Linked DNA regions of Mus musculus: region 2 is linked to region 1. The links are chromatin contacts, called in public Hi-C maps. All regions are on one chromosome and are shown on one strand. The core of a region is the stretch at or near the end of the contact, and the rest is flanking DNA. Distances in the headings are between cores, read along the strand shown. Region 1 has its middle 130 kb from the start of Gm22674. Region 2 has its middle 14 kb from the start of Gm30127.

Region 1 (5,143 bases), core at 247-2,746:
GAATGCAATGCACTTTGCTTATTTATTCCCTCATCAGTGGGCCCTTGCCCATACCTTTCAAAGTTGGGAGATATGCATTAAAATTGCAGCTATGAGACTATCTTCAAGGCTCAAGAAGTTTGATGCACAGAGTCTTATTGAATGGTAGAAATCACTTGGGTTTAAACTGCTGCTATCAAGTTCAGAAGTCTCTCAGCAGTCTCCTCCTGGCTCTAATCCTCCCCATCCTGGGCATTTCACCCATGTATGTTATCTTATGCATCCTTGTATGATTAGGAATAGCTGCCCCTGCTCTATGTAAACCCTGTGTGGGATTTTTATTTGTTCAATGATTTGGGTCAAACAGTTCTGCTGTGATTGTATGGAATGGTTCTCAGACTCTGAGGAACCAGTCTAGAAAACAAAAACAAAGAAACCATGTGAAAATTCCTACTTGGACCTCACTACATCACTATATACACCCAACAATCTCCACCTCACTCTAGGCACCCAAAAGACTTAGATCTCTCAGGAATGGCATCACTGAGTGACTTATTAGCAACCCCCAGGACATGCACCCTGAAGGAATAGAAGCAATTTTCCTTTCTCAGAGTTGGTCCTCAGTGGCCCAGGATGGCACTGGCAGATAGACGTCGTGATTTTAGCTTTCTTGTACCTTAATCTTTAATCTGGGCTATACTTAATCCTCAGAAAATAGTAAAAGACTTCTAGCAGAATAAGTTTTCATTAACTTCTCTTGGTAGCATATTCAGATGTTTAGCATCTGTATCAGAAATGTCTTCAAATCCAAATGTATTTGTTAGAATGAGAAATGTCTCCACAGGATTTATATATTTGAATACTTTGTCCGTAGTTGGTGCCACTGTTTGTGAAGGTTATGGAACCTGTATGAGGTAGAGGCTGCTGGAGAAAGTAAGTCACTGGGGGGAACGTCTTGAGGTTTTATGGAATGATCCCACTTTCCTTTCTCTGTCTCTGCTTCCTGTCTATGGATAAAAGTCTGATCACTTGGCTTCCTGCTCTTGTCACCATGTCTTCCTTGCTTTAGTGGATGTTATCCTTTAGAACTGCAGATCAACATAAATCCTCTCTCCAGTTACTTTTAGTCAGGATATTCCATCACAGCAGCAGATAAGTGACTAATACATCAACCAAAAATCTTATAGAGTAATTGAGAAGCATTTCATCTCAGTTGGTTCATAGGAAAAATATAAAAGTATTATTTACTGTCTCTGTCTCCTATAAAACATGACTTTATGGACAAAATCATGACATTAAGTCACCATTCACTCTTTTTCTCTAACCAGTAAATTTTATTCCTCAAAACTTCAATTATTCTTGACATTTTCGCTTGAGTCTTTGAGTTCTCTGCATCCTTATGAATTCATCTATCCCAAAACTAGCTGCAGAATTCTAGTCGAGCAGTGCTAAATATAATGAAAATTGCTTCAGTTTCTAATTGTGTAATCTACTTTTATACTTGATTTCGAAACCAGGACACTGTATCGCTGACTCATGATCAGCCCAGGGTATGCAGGATACAAAGATCCATCTTCCTTATCATGGCTCATCACAGATTTGAAAGGTTGGCTTTTTTTCTCTGCAGATTGAGCACTCTTTACATGTTAGTTAGTCAGCTCTGTACTGTCATAATTAAACACCTGAAACATATAAAGGGTCAAATAAAAGTCACAAGTAAAAGGGCTTATTTTGGTTTGTGACTCTTGGGATTCAGATTTAAGTTCATGTAGCCCTATTGCTTTGGACCTACAATAAGGGTAGTCAACAGTGACAATAGTGTTTTCAGAACAACAAATACTTGATGAAAAGAGAAATCACTCAAACAGAGGGAAGTCTATTCAGAGTCCTACAATCCTATAGAGCATGTCCCATGAACTAAGCACCAGCCATAAGGTCCTACTTTCTAACAATGCACCTCCACAGCATTTCCTGATGGTATCCTCTGGGGATCAAGCCTTTTAATTCATGGATCTTTGGGAACACCCACCCAAAACTTAGCAATTTGTCTTGTCTGAAATTTTCTTTTGCTGATTTCTCTCCATGTCTCTAAGTAACCAGAGCCATTTTGAATTCTAAACTGATAGCAAGGGACTGATTGCTATTGTTCCCATCTGTGCTTGGTGTAGTTGTATGGCATTTGTGAGCTGTGCTCTCTCTTCCATCTCTGCATTACCAAGAACTCCCTGCCACACTTAGTGATGACCTTGGTACTTCATTTATGACTCCTTCCAATCACTTATTCAGCTCAGTCTTTGATGGACCTACATCCTTGCTCTCTATACTGTGGTTCATGAACTAAGAAGGTCATCTTTACCGGAAAATATTGCAAAAATGCCTTTCTCCATATCTACTGAACCAGACTCTCATGTTAGAATTACATAAACTGATTCAAAGGAAGGTTTGTGTTCACAGGCCACTTATTTATATTTTCCAGCTTTATTGATAAGGTTGTGTTTTTTTTAAATGAAGTTATAGTTAACAGTACCTCAATTTCTATGTCAACATATTACTACTCAAGCAGTAAGTTCTAGCAGAGTTGCTGGTTTTATGAGACAAATTCTTTAGAAGTAAGTTACACATAGATCAGGTGAAAATCTATCGAGATTCAGTATTTAGCAGTGAACTGAGTATAAGGTATTCCTCATCTTCAAATGGCATAGACTGGTAGTTCTGGCATTCTCTGGCCCAGTTGGATGACAATATCTCACAACAACATATCATGTATTTTCAAATACCCACAAAGGTGAATTTGGAATGTTCTCACTACAGAGAAATGATCAGCATGTAAGGTTACTGATGAAGTAATTGTCCTAGTTTGGACACTGCCCTATGAACACATACCAAACATTACACGATAGTCCACAAATATGTATAACTGCACTACGTGTCAGTGTAATTTTAAAAGGATAACACTAGGACATCCTTCACCAGCAAATCACTCAACAAACCTACCTCAACTGCATCCCATAAATCCATTCTGCATGGTGCTATTTAGGGCCAGTCACTGCTCTATCTTCTGTTGACTCTAGGAATTCACTCTTGTAATTGATTATCTTTCTTTTTCTTCCTCCCTTCCTTTCTTCATTTTTCTCTTCCCTTCCTGGCCCTTCTTTATCTCTATTTTATTTTTATACAGTTGTTCTAATGTTTTAAACCCATGGAATTGTGCACAATGAAAACACACTCAGCTACTGAGTCACTCCCAACCCAAGTCCCATTTCTCTCTCTTACACCATTACTTTTCTTTCTACTTCATCAGAGGCTCACAAATACAATGTGTGCTTGACTTCTCCTCCCTAAATTGACCATACTTAAGTATATTTTTGGTTGTCACAATTAGGATGATACTAGTTGGTTTTGAAAGGATAGAGGTCAAGGACACTGCTAAATATCCCACAATGCTCAGGGCACTTTCAATAATAAGGAGTCGCTTGATCCAAAAAGCAATAGTGGGAAGTTGACAAACCCTGAACTCAATCACTTCATCTCATTCAACATCATGTCATCGATATGATGTAATATCTATGATGTTACCCTAGTTTTAAATAAGGCCTTTAAGGGAGTGATTAAGATTAAAGGAAGCCAAAAAAAAAAAAAAAAAAAGATTAAAGGAAGCCATAATGGTGGGACCTTAGCCACTGGGATAGATATCCTTGTACAATAATGTTCTAGACATGCTTGCTCTATATTTGAGGACACATGAGAAGAGGGCTAGTTGTAAGCCAATGGAATTGCTGCCATTAGAATCTGATAGTGCTACCACCCTGATCTTGAACTTCTAACATCTAGGACAACAAGAAAACAAGATCTATTATTTAAGCCATCCAATCTGTTATATTTCCATGCTGAAGCCCAAGCAAATGAAAATGATATCCACCTTAAATAATAATCTTCTGACACCAAAACACCCATCGTCTGGTGAGCAGTTACATAAATGCCAAGTGGCCTTGTAGGAGATACTCAAATGAGTACTAATGCTTGCTGCAACAGGAACCAACTGCATGTTACAAGAAGAAGCCTACTGAAAAGGGCAATTTACTGCATGGCTTTGTTTTTATGAGATTCCCATGAAAGGCAAGCCTACAGAGACAAAATGTAGATTAGCATTTGCCTGAGGCAGGGGAAGGGAACTGGATTGACTATAAACGGGTTGCCAAGGATTTTATTAGGGTGATGAAAGTGCTCCAAATCTGGTTCATGGCAATGGTTGCACAATTTGGTAGATCACCAAATAGCACACTTCAAGTGTTTAACTTTTTCGGTATGTAACGTATATCTCAATCAAGATGTTCAAAAGGAAGTTATTACATTCAATTAAAAAGATAGCTCAGAAGAAAAGTATTCTAAAATCTCCCTTTCCCCCTTTCCCTCCAATTTCCAGCGATTTCCCAGCTCCCACCTACAGCAGAACTCCTCCGGGGAGCGCGTAGAAGTGAGCTCACCTCTATTCCCACCGCCTCATCTTACCAGCCCACTCCAAACCAGTCCCCCTGCTGACTGATGCTTGTCTCATTAAATCATAAAAGCCTTGACATTGCCAGATATGGTGGGAAATTCTCAGGCCTTAGATACCTCCAGCACTTTCCACAGCCTTGGCTCTATCCTCAGACCTCTGTTTAACTGCACTCACTCACGCGCTCCTAACTCCTAGCTGCTCCCCCATTCTTTACAGAAAACAACTGGGAATTGGAGTCAAGACACAAATCCTAAGCCTTAAACTTGCCTTCAAATACCACTACACACACACTGAGAAAGTCCCACTTCATGATCCCCTGAACTCCAGGTTGCCTGAGCTGTATGAATCTGTGAGGTAGCTGTATGAATGAGGTAGCTGAGGCTGTCTAAAGTTAAAGCTGTCCAGTGCTGACCTCTTGGCATCCTCGTCCTCCACCTGTGTGGTCCTCAAGCCTCCACACCTACAGCCATGTTCCTTTGTCCCTTTCTTCCTCCAGGCCTTTTGTTCCATCCCCATGACTTTCTTTCTAGTTTCATAGCCTATCTCAACTCTCAAAACCAATTAAAGCACACAAATACATTAAAACTTAGGTTCTGCTTATGAGAAAGAATATGTGAATTTTTTTGGTCTTTTATGAGTCTGAGTCACCACCCTTAATTTAATATA
Region 2 (5,599 bases), core at 867-3,366, 530 kb after region 1:
ATGAGTAAGGCCAGTCGCTGTTCTCAGCCCTCATTCCTGGCTTGTGTCTGCTCACTCGACTTAGACAGGGGAAGCCTGGAGGTTTTGCGATTGTCAGCTTTGACATGTACCCAGATGTGTGCCCACCTCTATGAGAGTGGTGGGGAAATCCTCAAAAACACGGGACAGCTTTAGCAGCACATATGATGAGACAGGACACAGAAGGGCCTCCTCAGGAGCTGCGAGTGCTAATTTCTCTCGTTTTTGTTTTGTTTTGTTTTTTTTATAGAGTTTCTCTCTGTAGCCCTAGCTTTTCTGGCACTCGTTCTGGCTTCCAACTCAGAGATCTGCCTGCCTCTGTCTCCCAGGTACTGGGATTAAATTTCTGTGCCACCACTTATGGTATAATTTATCTCATTTCTTCTCACCTCAGTGTACTGGAGCTCTTTGCTTTACACAGTGACTTGATGAACTGTTGGAAAACAAAATTTGCCATTAAAAAATAGAGTAAAAAAAAGGTACATAAACCAAAAGGACAAATACATTTCAGATGTAATTACAAACATCCCCCAGGTAACTACCTTCGGCAGTCAGGAGGGAAACACCGGAATGGACGCTGTGACCTAAGGCTCAGGCTGTTCCACTTTGCTATACAGGATGGAACTGGTAAGTGGCCCCAGAACCCTTGCCAGCCTTGGGAAATCCTGAGCATTCTGCTCTATTCTTAACACTGCACTCACAGCAGTCCACCAGGCTGGGAGTGGGGCTCTCCTCTGTATGGCACTGTCCCCAGCCACAAGTGACTCCAAATCACAAGGAAAAAAAATCAGTTTCTGAGATTATTAAAAGTGTCCACACAGACCAGCTCCTGTCTCTTGATCTTTCGAGCCATGCAAACTACAAGTTGTATTTTGATGACATATGACACAAAGACAGGCAAGCCATTCCTCTCGAGTCTGGTTCTCAGAAGGTACTAGCTTTTTGTAATATGACGTGGACCAGCAGTCACTCCCAGGGTCAGCTGTAGATGGTGGGGATGGGAGACCTGGCAAGTGGTAGGAAATAGGAGGGGGTCATGGTGACCATGGAGCCAGGTCAGGGTTCCCATGACCACTGCTTTCTCTTCCCTTACTAGAGAGGGAGCCACACACACCCTTTCCTCCAGTCCTGCGGAACAGAGAACTCAGATAGTGAGACATGCTGGCTTCAGGATATCCTCAGACTGAGCCCTGGATGCAGAGTAAGGGGGTAATGATGGGGGAGGGATGGGGGAGGGTAATGATGGGGGAGGGATAAAGAGACAGAGGGGTACAGAAGAGGTAAGGAGAGAGGAGGAAGAATCTAGGCACGGTGAGGCTGTTTGTACGTTATCAGGTCCTGATGGCAGAGTCCTCACGAATGGATTAGTGTTCAGGACCCCAGAGAGTTGGCTCACCCCTTCTGCCATAGACTCTAAGAGGCGGTGTCATCCATGGGTCAACATCAGGCTCCCAGCAGACATTGATTCTGTTCTTCTCACTGCAAGGAAATAGGCTTCTGTCATTTGTAAGCTGCCCAATCTGGGGGCTTTGTTTGGATATCTCACAGAAAGACAGATAAAGAGAGCAGCCATTTCTCATTAAAACGGCAGCATCAAACCTTCCCAAAAACTATCAGAGGAAGCAGATTTCTCCCAAAAACCACAGGCATGGCTATTCCAACTAACAGCATCAGAGAAGAGCAGAGAAGGGGCTTGCTACAAATGGTGGGCAGCAAGGGTCCCTGGCACGATAAACACCCATTAAGGCAAAATATTCAAACCAGAATCCGGAGGATTATTTCTTTGTAAATTACCGGGTCTCAGCACTTAATACGCCCCACCCCATACACCCGTGGCTCCATTAAGAAGGCTTCAAGTTCTTGACTGCCTATCCCCCCACCCTTGAAATGTTGATTTTTCCAGATGTGGGCGCACAGGGATGCAGTCTCTTTAAGGCAGTTACAGTGTGGAATCTGAAACCTTCTGGGGTTTTCACACTCAGTTACAACTGGTTTATTTTGCACTGACCAGGCTCGATGCTGCACTACCATTCATCCATCATTCAGGAAACAGGGTTCACTGAAAAACCGCGACCTTTCAAATGTTGACGCCTAACCATTACAGTACACATTTCACATTTGCTTTCCTGCTGATGTCAGGGTGAACACTGTAAAGTCAGGAAGCTGTCAAACTGTGTTGCACAAAGTATTTCCCAATTACCACTTCCCCCTAAAGTTTAGATTTTTCACATCGGCAACACATTTTCCGGTCACTCTCATCCAAGTCAGAGGCTCACATGGGTTGTTTTCCAAGAAAATATCAGTCAACGCTCACGCTTGTGTTAGAATGCTCTGAGCTCATCCATCTGCCATCGTTGCAATAAAGAAAAAGCAGCCAGTTCAAGTCAGACTCAGTCGCCAAGTGCTGTCCTCAAGGCTACCATCACGCCTCTTCAGATGCTGCGTCGTTTGCCATTTTGCCTGCTCTCCACAACGGAACGGATCCACATTGGCAGGAACAGGATAGACCACGGTCTTAACACTCGTTGCCCCCCATGTTCAGCCACCCCTCAAGACCACAGCCACTTGCCAGAGAACTGGCCTGGAGGGAGTGTATATCCATCACTCACCAACACCCAGAGAGAGCTTAGTCTCTCTCCCCCATCTCCCTTGCTCCCTTGCTCCCTGCTTCACCCCTCTCATTTTGAGCCCAGGCTGTCCTCTGGCATCCCTAGGGAACTGTAGAAACCCTGTGAACTCCATAGAGGACCCCACCTTGTCTCCGGTGGCTACCTTTCCCCTTCTAGACATTTGATTGTCAAACCCCTCCCCCCCCACTTGATCAATGACTTGTTTATTTTTCAGCCCTGTAGTAGCTATTCCCAGTTGTCCACTTGACCACATCTGGAATGAACTACAATCCAGAAATGGAGGACACACCTGTGATCCAAATCGTGAGGCTGGAAGACACAGACTTTTGATCCAGATATTGACATGGAATGACACACAATTTTGGCCTGGATGTTGAGGTATAGTGGCCATGAAAAACTTAGGCCCAAGTGTGGTGGTACAAACCTTTAATCCCAGAAGAAAAAAGCAAGCAGATCTCTGAGTTCAACGGCAGCCTGGGACAGAGCAAGTTCCAAGTAAAGAATGGCTTAGGTCCGGGCAAGGTGGTACACACCTTTAATCTGGGCCATGTCTTCTGCTGGAGGCAGAAGGACGACATAAAGACGACGGAAGAAAGAAGACTTGCTTTTCTTCACCTGCTTGCACTTACTTGCCAGCACATCTGGAACCCACTTCTTCAGGATTCCAGTGCATACAGAAGACCAGCTGAAACACCTAGCCTCGTGGGATTAACAACTACTAGACTTTTAGATCTCACATTCACGGCTGCCCCTTGTCGGGTTAGTTGGACTTCAGACTGCAAGTCATTACAATAAATTCCCCTAAGATATAGAGACATTCCAAACGTTCTGTGACTCTAGAGAGCCCGGACCAGAGCAAGCCCTAAATCCCTGCTCCATTGATGTATGTAAAGTTGCTTGGACCAAAACCAACCACCCAACAGCACTTCCTGTTCCTGTGTATAAGCTTTCATGGTATAAGCTGCCCCTAGGATCGACCCCGAGATAAGAGCTTTAAGAAACTATTTAAAATGAGCCTTCCATGTTGAATAATGGTCGAGTAAAGTTTAAGCTCCCACGACCTCCCCAGGAACTGACATCCTACTTGGCAGAAAGAGACATGTACATGGGTAACTGACATCCTGGTTGGCAAGTTAAGACACGAACGTTAGACAAGTCTCATCTTGGTAGATGAGGTAGAACATAATTATTTGACAAGGTAAGTCCCCTGCCACAGCTGGAATGCCCCAACACCAATGGAAACAGGATAAATGTACATCAAAGACAAGTTCCTAAGGAAATCCCCTATCCCTAATCTAACCAATCAGTTATTTCCTGGTTGGTGAAATAACGTGGCACAGATGTTTGTGGATTTGGGGTTCAAAAATCCTGTAGAATCTTAACTCAATATCATGGTTCATTTCCTGAATCTGGGCCATGGCCCTGGTCGACCAGTCCTGAGGTGTGTGCTCAATAAACTCTCCCTATCTGACTGAGGTCGGTGTTCGTATGGTTTGTGAGGTGATTCCTTGACCCTAACAATAAGAAGGATAAATGTTGAAAAGCAAGCAAGACCTTGCAGTCTTTCTCTCTCGCTCCAGGGGCTGCAGTGACCTCAGCAGAGGTAACAAACACCCCTTTCTCTTACTGCAGCAGTATCTTGCTGTTCACACAGTTCTGAACATTTAATTTTCTGGCTTTCTTACTTGGTTGTTTTGTTTTGTTTTGTTTTGTCTTTTGAGACAGGGTCTCTCTATGTAGCTCTAGCTGTTGCTCAGTAGGTCAGGGTGGCCTTGAACTCAGAGATCTGCCTGCCTCTGTCTCCCAAGTGCTGAGATTAAGATCATGTGCCATCACACTTGACACCTTTTATTTTCTTGTTAACCTCTATGATAGTTAGATTTAATTGACAGTTAGATGGAATTTAGAATTATCTTTGATACAAACTGGGCCTACCTTAGGGAGGGGTTTCTGCAGAAATTAAACTGAGAAGAGCCAGTTTGTATGTTGATGGTATCCTGTGGGCTAGGGCCTTAGGGTTTCTGTTGCTGTGATAAAGATCATGACCAAAACCAACTTGGGTAGGAAAGGGTTTATCTTAAACTTCCAGGTAACGGTCCATTGATGGGGGGAGGGGGTGTCAGGGCGGGAACCTGGAGGCAGGAACTGAAGCAGAAGCCATGGAAGAACTCTGCTTACTGGCTTGCTCTTCCTGACTTGCTCAGCCTGCTTTCTTACAGCACCTAGGATCGCCAGTCCAGTGATGGTATCACCCACAGTGAACTGGACCTTCTCACATCAATCTTCAGTCAAGAAAATGCACCACAGACTTGCCCCACAGGCCAATCTGGTCGAGCCATTTTCTCAATTGAGGTTCCCTCTTCCAAAAATGACTCTAGCTTCTGTTGAATTGACATAAAAGTAGCCAGCACAGCTGGGGTTGTGGAATGAAAAAAAAAAAGGGGGAGGGAACCTGGACACTTAGCACTCATCTTTGTCAGCTTCCTGACTGGATAGGATGTGCCCACTCATCTCCAATTCCCACTGCCATGCCTGCCTCACTGTGATGGGCAGTGTCTCCTCACACTCAAACCATTCCTCTGTGAGATTGCTCTTGCCCCGTATTTCATCACAGCAAAGAGGGAAGTAACAAACACAACCTCGTGCATGTCCTGGGGATTGTTCATACAAGCAGGTGAAGATTGACCCCAGGGTCTGAAAGGACTGCTCTACAACTGAGATCCTGTCTGCTCTTTTCTTAGCACAAAGAGTGCTTCGGGGGAAGTGCTGGTGGCTGCGTACACTCAGCTGCTGCAGTTGAGTTGTTGGTTCAAACTGTTTGATCGACAGATGTTGATGGGCCTGGGGTGCAGCTCAGCAGTTCAGCATGCTGGAGGCCCTGGGTTTGAGCCCTAGCACTACAGAAAAGGAAAATGTTTCACAGAGGGGTCATAGTGCCCCCAGAGAAGGCT

Evidence for each region. A called contact is a pair of places that touch in the nucleus more often than the background predicts.
Region 2: a Hi-C map of bone marrow-derived macrophages shows a contact between it and region 1, with 13 read pairs. The contact joins two enhancer-like sites. A contact is called at or near these places in 3 of 484 Hi-C or Micro-C datasets (bone marrow-derived macrophages and embryonic stem cells) and 1 of 9 other capture datasets (adipose tissue).

What each region holds. Positions count from the first base shown.
Region 1 is chr13:35,416,190-35,421,332 of GRCm38.p6, forward strand. No RefSeq gene overlaps it. Among named protein-coding and RNA genes, the nearest start is that of Gm22674, 130 kb to the left of the region's middle. Within about 2 kb of position 1,497, at least 4 of the 459 cell types and tissues checked have an H3K27ac peak or open chromatin away from gene starts, as enhancers often do. A contact at or near this core is called in bone marrow-derived macrophages, where this site is marked.
Region 2 is chr13:35,947,860-35,953,458 of GRCm38.p6, forward strand. No RefSeq gene overlaps it. Among named protein-coding and RNA genes, the nearest start is that of Gm30127, 14 kb to the right of the region's middle. Within about 2 kb of position 2,117, at least 9 of the 459 cell types and tissues checked have an H3K27ac peak or open chromatin away from gene starts, as enhancers often do. A contact at or near this core is called in bone marrow-derived macrophages, where this site is marked.